Linked DNA regions of Mus musculus: region 2 is linked to region 1. A link is a contact called in public promoter capture Hi-C data. All regions are on one chromosome and are shown on one strand. The core of a region is the stretch at or near the end of the contact, and the rest is flanking DNA. Distances in the headings are between cores, read along the strand shown. Region 1 holds the start of Mmp14 (matrix metallopeptidase 14 (membrane-inserted)). Region 2 holds the start of Rnf31 (ring finger protein 31).

Region 1 (3,120 bases), core at 146-2,645:
GTCCTGAAACTGGCCAGGTAGACCAAGTTGTCTGGCAATCACAAAGATCCTCCCACCTCTGTCTGGATTTAAAGCCATGTGCCACCATACCTGTTAGAAGTCCCTTTCTTAACAAGCAGCTAGTATCTGGGTACATGGTCCAGGAGACACTCACACTGTAAGGCAGATATAGGAAGGATTAAACTCGGGGTCTTCTGCTGAAGGAGTAATAATCAGACTTAAGTTCCAGAGGTTAAAGAGGGTCCTTGCTTCCCCACCCCCACACACAAGGTCGCTGCCCATGACCTAGCAACCATTCATTGTATTGATCGTGAGCCTCCCTTGGATTCTGGAGGCAAGGACCTTTGTTCCCGTTCCAGTGCTCCGTGTTTGGCTCCCATCATCCACCACAAAGCTGGCAGCTGTGGATCTCTGCAGCTTCCTACCTGGCTTTATTCCTGCCCCCTTCCCTTACCGCTTCCCTTGCTTGCTTTCCTTCCCTCTCCCCACTGCCTTCCTCTCGCTGACCAAATGCAATTCTTGGATCTTACATTTCGCTGATGGTCGAGTTTTCTGTCTCCCACACTTTTCCTGCCTCTGTCCCACTGCTGGTGTGTTTCCATATCTAGTTGTCAACCTCTTATCTGTCTCCCTCTCGGAGAGCCAGCGCAGCCTGGCCTCCCTCTCCCCTGTCTGCCTCTCCTTTTGTTCTCCCTGCCCAGCCATCACGGAAGCTGCGCGCTCGAAGGAACTGTCTCCACTGTAAAGACTAAAGGAAACTCCAAAACCCTACCTCCCATTCCTTCCTCTTCCAACAAATTTCACCACTTCTATCCATCGGGCTTCCCCCGATCCTGTGACCTTGAAGCCCTTTCCTACCCAGGCAGTTCACACTTAATAGAACAGCCAGATTGTAAAAGCCATTAATAAAGGGGTCGGTCCCCCAATTCAAAGTAATTGCGGTGGCTGTTGGGCATGTGGCTTTTGTTACAGTCTTAACTTTGGGGCAAGAGGAGGAGAAGGAGGCTGTCCACAGGTCTCAGCATACAACCCTCTTGTTAGTAAATGTCCCTTCTCCCAACCTTCCTCACTCGCAAGTTAGACTTCATGTCTCCACCATTCCTAGCCATCGGGCTTCCCAATACTTAAACACTCTCAAGTGAGACATGCTGAATACTACGGGAATCAGGCCACCCAAAAAATGCTTAGGAAGAGAAAGTCTTCCGCATCCCGTCCCCTGGGACACCCAGGCTCCTAGTTAGTTGCCGGCTGCGGCCTCAACCCCTGCAGATGGCAGCCTGCACCACAGAAAAGACAAACTTTTTTTTCCCCTTCTCTCCTGCTGTAATTGGATTCGAGCTGAAACACCACGTCCCCACCGAAAAAGGAGGGCATTGGGGCGGGGGCGGAGGAGAGGCTGTGGGAGAAGGGAGGGACCAAAGGAGAGCAGAGAGGGCTTCCAACTCAGTTCGCCGACTAAGCAGAAGAAAGATCAAAAAACGGAAAAGAGAAGAGCAAACAGACATTTCCAGGAGCAATTCCCTCACCTCCAAGCCGACCGCGCTCTAGGAATCCACATTCCGTTCCTTTAGAAGACAAAGGCGCCCCAAGAGAGGCGGCGCGACCCCAGGGCGTGGGCCCCGCCGCGGAGCCCGCACCGCCCGGCGCCCCGACGCCGGGGACCATGTCTCCCGCCCCTCGACCCTCCCGCAGCCTCCTGCTCCCCCTGCTCACGCTTGGCACGGCGCTCGCCTCCCTCGGCTGGGCCCAAGGCAGCAACTTCAGCCCCGAAGTAAGTGAGCTCCTCCGGCCCTTCCCGGAGTTTCGCCCGCCGGGTAGGCGAGCCCGGGGGTCTCCAAGGGGACAGCCCCCGCTGAGAGATGGGCTCTGGGGGGGCTCTGCTGCGCCAGCCTTTCTTTTTCTCCCCTCATCTGCAAACTTGCAAGTTGATCCAACTTTTGCCTGCCTCCAACAACCCCCCTTCCGCCGCCACCGACTCTTTCCCATTCCTCCCTTCCCTGGAAGAACTCTGCAGCGGGGCCCGGGCCTCGCTTTTCCAAGCTCTGCGCGCACTGTGGCACAAGGCGGGAGCCTCAGAGACACTGGACTCCGCGCCGTCCGGGCCGGTGTCACACGCGAGTTGTTCCTTCAGTTTGGCAGCGCTCAGGTGCCCGAGGCCCTGCACGGACGCATCCGTACCAAGTGGGGGCGTCGGGGGCGCCCAAGCTGTACCCGCCTCCCCTGGACCGCCCTCGGTGCGGGCCGCTGGCCCGGGCGTCGAGGATCGCGGCGGGCCGAACTTCCGCGCACACAAAGCTCTTCTTGTGAGCAGCGGGGCTCAGCCTGGCCACCTCCTCCCTCGTCCTCCACACCCCTACCGGCGCCTTGGGGGGCCTTTTTGTTGTTGATAATTATTTTTCTGCATTGATCGCGGGGAGACTAGGGGGAGTCGCTCGCTCGGTGAGTTAGTTGAGGGTTGGCCTGGGTCTCCCCTGAGTGTCCCAACTGACTCTGGCGCCCCCACCCCCATCCCTAACTCTTCCGTGACCATAGCCCACCCCGGTCCTGAAGGAAGCGGCATGGGAGTAGTCCGAGGAAGTTTTCCCTCCCTCTCTTATTTTGGGGTGAAGGTGGGAGACGGATTTAATCAGCTTCTTATTTTGGGCCATCCCAACCCACTCAGCCTGGTGAGGACCTGGGTGTGGTAGGGAAGGGCTGGGAAGGGCCCAAATGAAGGATACGGTCTGGATTTGACTCCCTCTTCTCTGGGCCCAGGCCGGGGCGCACCCTCAGAATGAACCTCTCCTGGGCACATGCTGCCTGTATCACTGAAGAGACCTGGAGCTGAAAGGCCAAGTGTAGCCCTAGGAGTCGGGCCACAGTTGTGCATGGAAACTGGAAAGAGTAAAATCCTCCCTGAGACTGGAAACCAAACCCAATTGTCAGAGAGAGGAGGCAGGCTCCTTTCCCAGGCCTAAAGCTACCATCTTAGCCCCAGAGAGTGCCTAACAAAAGGAGCCTCTGGAAAACTGCCCACTGCCAACGTCTTTTTTTCCCTCCCCAGCCTCCAGTAGGTGCCCTAGGGGAGGCGCGGCAGCCCTGGCTCTGCTCTAAGTGGGTCATGGTCCTCCCAGAGCCAGA
Region 2 (2,894 bases), core at 262-2,761, 1.2 Mb after region 1:
CTCATGAAGGGCAGAAGTAGGGCTATGGGGTTTTCCCTTTGGGCGACATCTTTACCTTTCCATTCAAGGGGAGTGGCAAAAGCAGTTAAGAGTTCTAAGATTGATCAGATTACAAGTAGAAACAAATCATTGCAGTTCACCTTGAGTAAGCATGAAGGTTCGGAGACACCAAAATTAAGGTGAACTGGTGGGTTACTCAGAGCTTGTGGCCCTAGAGTTCTGCACTAAGACTCTGGGTTACATCGACTGAATTCAGAGACTTACCTCCTGGAAAAGATTTTGTCTGAAGACATCCACCTGCACAGACAGAAGTAGCCGGATGCTGGTTAGGGTTTAGTTTGTATAGAATAAGGGCCCACTCCCAACCTAGGTGCCTTCCAACTCTAGCCCAAACCTGTCCCACAAAGCTAGTTTCCCCCTGGAGGAGCCTGCTCAGTGCACAGATTGGCTCGAGGACACGGCACTGGCAATCCCTGAGCAGAAGTGAAAGAAAGCCCTAAAGAAAGAGAGGCCGGTGGAGTTCGCTCGCAAGGCCCCATTGGTGCCCAGGAGCACCGAGCTTTATCTCCGTTAGGACTTCTCACTCCTTCCTGGCTTCGGTTCCCATTTACCTGTTTTCGGGCTTCTCCACTCAAGCGGACCCCACAAGGCTTGGCCATGCTTCCCCCCACTTGGCAGCTCTCGAGCCTGGGCTAGCAGCCCCAGCTTTCGCTTTCACTCTCCAGGCCCAGACCCACCCCCCTCAGCCACGCCCCCTCCCTTTTTTCTCCTCCTCCTGGCCGGCCACCAACCGTGAGTAGTACCCCCTCAGCCATTCCCAGCTAGTTGCCACTAGGAAGGGCGGTGTTGGCTTCATCATCAGGGGCTGTCCAAGGGAGGAGCTAGGAAAGCGTGGGACGGCGGAGACTCAAATAGAGGCGGCCTCTCGAGAAGGGCGGAGCTTATAGTATGGACCGTCCAGGGGAAGTACTGGACTGAGAGAGGGTGGGACAATAGGAAAGGGGGTACCCAGAGGTGGGGTTCCATGACGCTAGACTGAGGAGGGGACCAAGTAGGATCCGAGAGAGTAGGAAGGATAAGAAGGAGGAAAGCCTGGCAAGATGGAAGGGAGCAGGACGAGCGGGACTGCCTTCCCTTCAGGACAGACTAGAGAAGGGAGGAGCCCGCCTGAGCCGGGCTAAGGGCAGCCAGAGCCGGTCCCCGATAAGGTGGGACTTCCCCGCCGGGGAATGGAACAGAACCAACACTATGGAAATAAAGATAGCAAAGCTCTGGGCAAAATTAACCCCTCGCATGGGAGGTGGGTCCCTCCGGAAGGGGCGGGATAGTTTAAGGGAAGGCGAAGAAGAGAGCCTGATTCGGAAGGAAAAGGTTCCGTAGCATTATGGGAGGAGCCCGGGCCGCGGCTTCTTCATTGGCGGCGACCTGGCCACCCTTCCTGATCTCAGCTTTACCGTCACTCCGAACCCTCCTTTTCCTCTAAAGTGGCCCACAGTCCCGCCCTCTCTGCCAGGACTTCCTGTTCCCGGTAACCCTGGCCGTGGATGGGGCTGAGCGGGGCGGTGGCTTAAGTGACCCGGGCTGCTGTGGCGCCGCGCGCACCTGCGCCAGCCCCTGGAGGGCAGAGAAGCTGAGCCTGTCTCCAGTCTCAGGATGCCGGGAGACGAGGAGCGAGGCTTCCTGGCGGCCCGCGAGGAGCTGGCGAGCGCCCTGAGGTGGGATTCTGCGCAGGTTTTTCCCCTGGAGCAGCTCATGCCGCTTCTGGCCACCTCTCTGCCACCAGCCGCCCGCTACCTGCAGCTGGACGCCGGACGCTTGGTCCGCTGCAACGCTCATGGGGAGGTGAGGTCAAGCCCGCCCGGCGCTCCATGGAAGGGGACCTAGGCTCAGAGGCCAGGTGGGCTAGGCTCACGACTCTGCTTTTCTGAATGCTCCCAGCCTCGAAACTACCTCAACACCCTATCCACGGCCCTGAACATCCTGGAAAAATATGGTCGCAACCTCCTCAGCCCGCAGCGGCCCCGGTATTGGCGCTCAGTGAAGTTTAATAACCCCGTCTTTCGCAGCACGGTGGATGCTGTGCAGGTGAAACTCTTGGACCTTATCGGAGAAGGGGACTAGACCTGTGCTTAGGGTTGACCAGAAAGGCTTGAGGGTGTGCTGAGTGGGGGACCAGCTCTATTGCCTAGGAGGTCTGTTAGATGGTGACCGGGTCCTGAATGTGTGCCAGGGTGGCCGGGATGTACTACGGTTGTATGGCTATACTGAGGAGCGCCCAGATGGATTGAGTTTCCCCGAAGGGCAGGAGGAACCAGATGAATACCAGGTTGCTGTTGTCACACTAGAAGTACTGCTGCTTCGCACCGAGCTCAGTTTGCTGTTGCAGGTGAGATGACCTTCTGATTCTAAGGATTTTAAGTACTTGACTGGGAGCCCCAAGGCACGTTGAGACACCCCCACCCCCGTGCAGGGAAATTCTGTTGCTGCAGCAGCCAGCCTGGAAGCTTCTGTTACACTTTCTCCCTCTGGAATGTTAGGAGATCAGGGCTTACAGGGAGAACGTTGTTCAAGGTGGGAATTCTTTTCATCATCTTGTTTGCAGAATACTCATCCCAGACAGAATGCACTGGACCAGCTGCTAAGAGAGAGCGTTGAAGATGGTGTAAGGAAGGCAGGAAGGGTGTTGTTCATGGAACACGGGGGGGGGGGGGGGGGGCTGAGTTTATGGGATTCTGTGCCCCCAGCACTTTGCCCACGCTCCGCTTGCTTTCTCAGATGCTGCAGCTTTCAGAGTTTCACCCCCTTCTGAGGGAGATTGTTCCTGGCCCCCGCCCCTCTGCCCAAGGTATTGTATGCTTCTTTACGGGAGAAAAATATTAGACTGAGTTGGTGCA

What was found. Promoter capture Hi-C pulls out the DNA fragments that hold promoters and counts their contacts.
Region 2: a contact with region 1 is called in a promoter capture Hi-C map of the 3T3-L1 cell line, with 3 times the contacts expected there. The contact joins the promoter of Rnf31 here to the promoter of Mmp14 in region 1. A contact is called at or near these places in 3 of 39 promoter capture datasets (the 3T3-L1 cell line and liver) and 1 of 115 datasets of contacts at active chromatin or transcription factors (bone marrow-derived dendritic cells).

What each region holds. Positions count from the first base shown.
Region 1 is chr14:54,430,203-54,433,322 of GRCm38.p6, forward strand. Mmp14 (matrix metallopeptidase 14 (membrane-inserted)) reads left to right here and starts at 1,396. Exons shown (of 10, transcript NM_008608.4): 1 at 1,396-1,771. The coding sequence starts at 1,664.
Region 2 is chr14:55,590,231-55,593,124 of GRCm38.p6, forward strand. Rnf31 (ring finger protein 31) reads left to right here and starts at 1,512. Exons shown (of 21, transcript NM_194346.3): 1 at 1,512-1,842; 2 at 1,939-2,085; 3 at 2,231-2,386; 4 at 2,603-2,662; 5 at 2,776-2,845. The coding sequence starts at 1,654. Psme2 (proteasome (prosome, macropain) activator subunit 2 (PA28 beta)) reads right to left here and starts at 791. Exons shown (of 11, transcript NM_011190.3): 1 at 612-791; 2 at 265-297. The coding sequence starts at 659.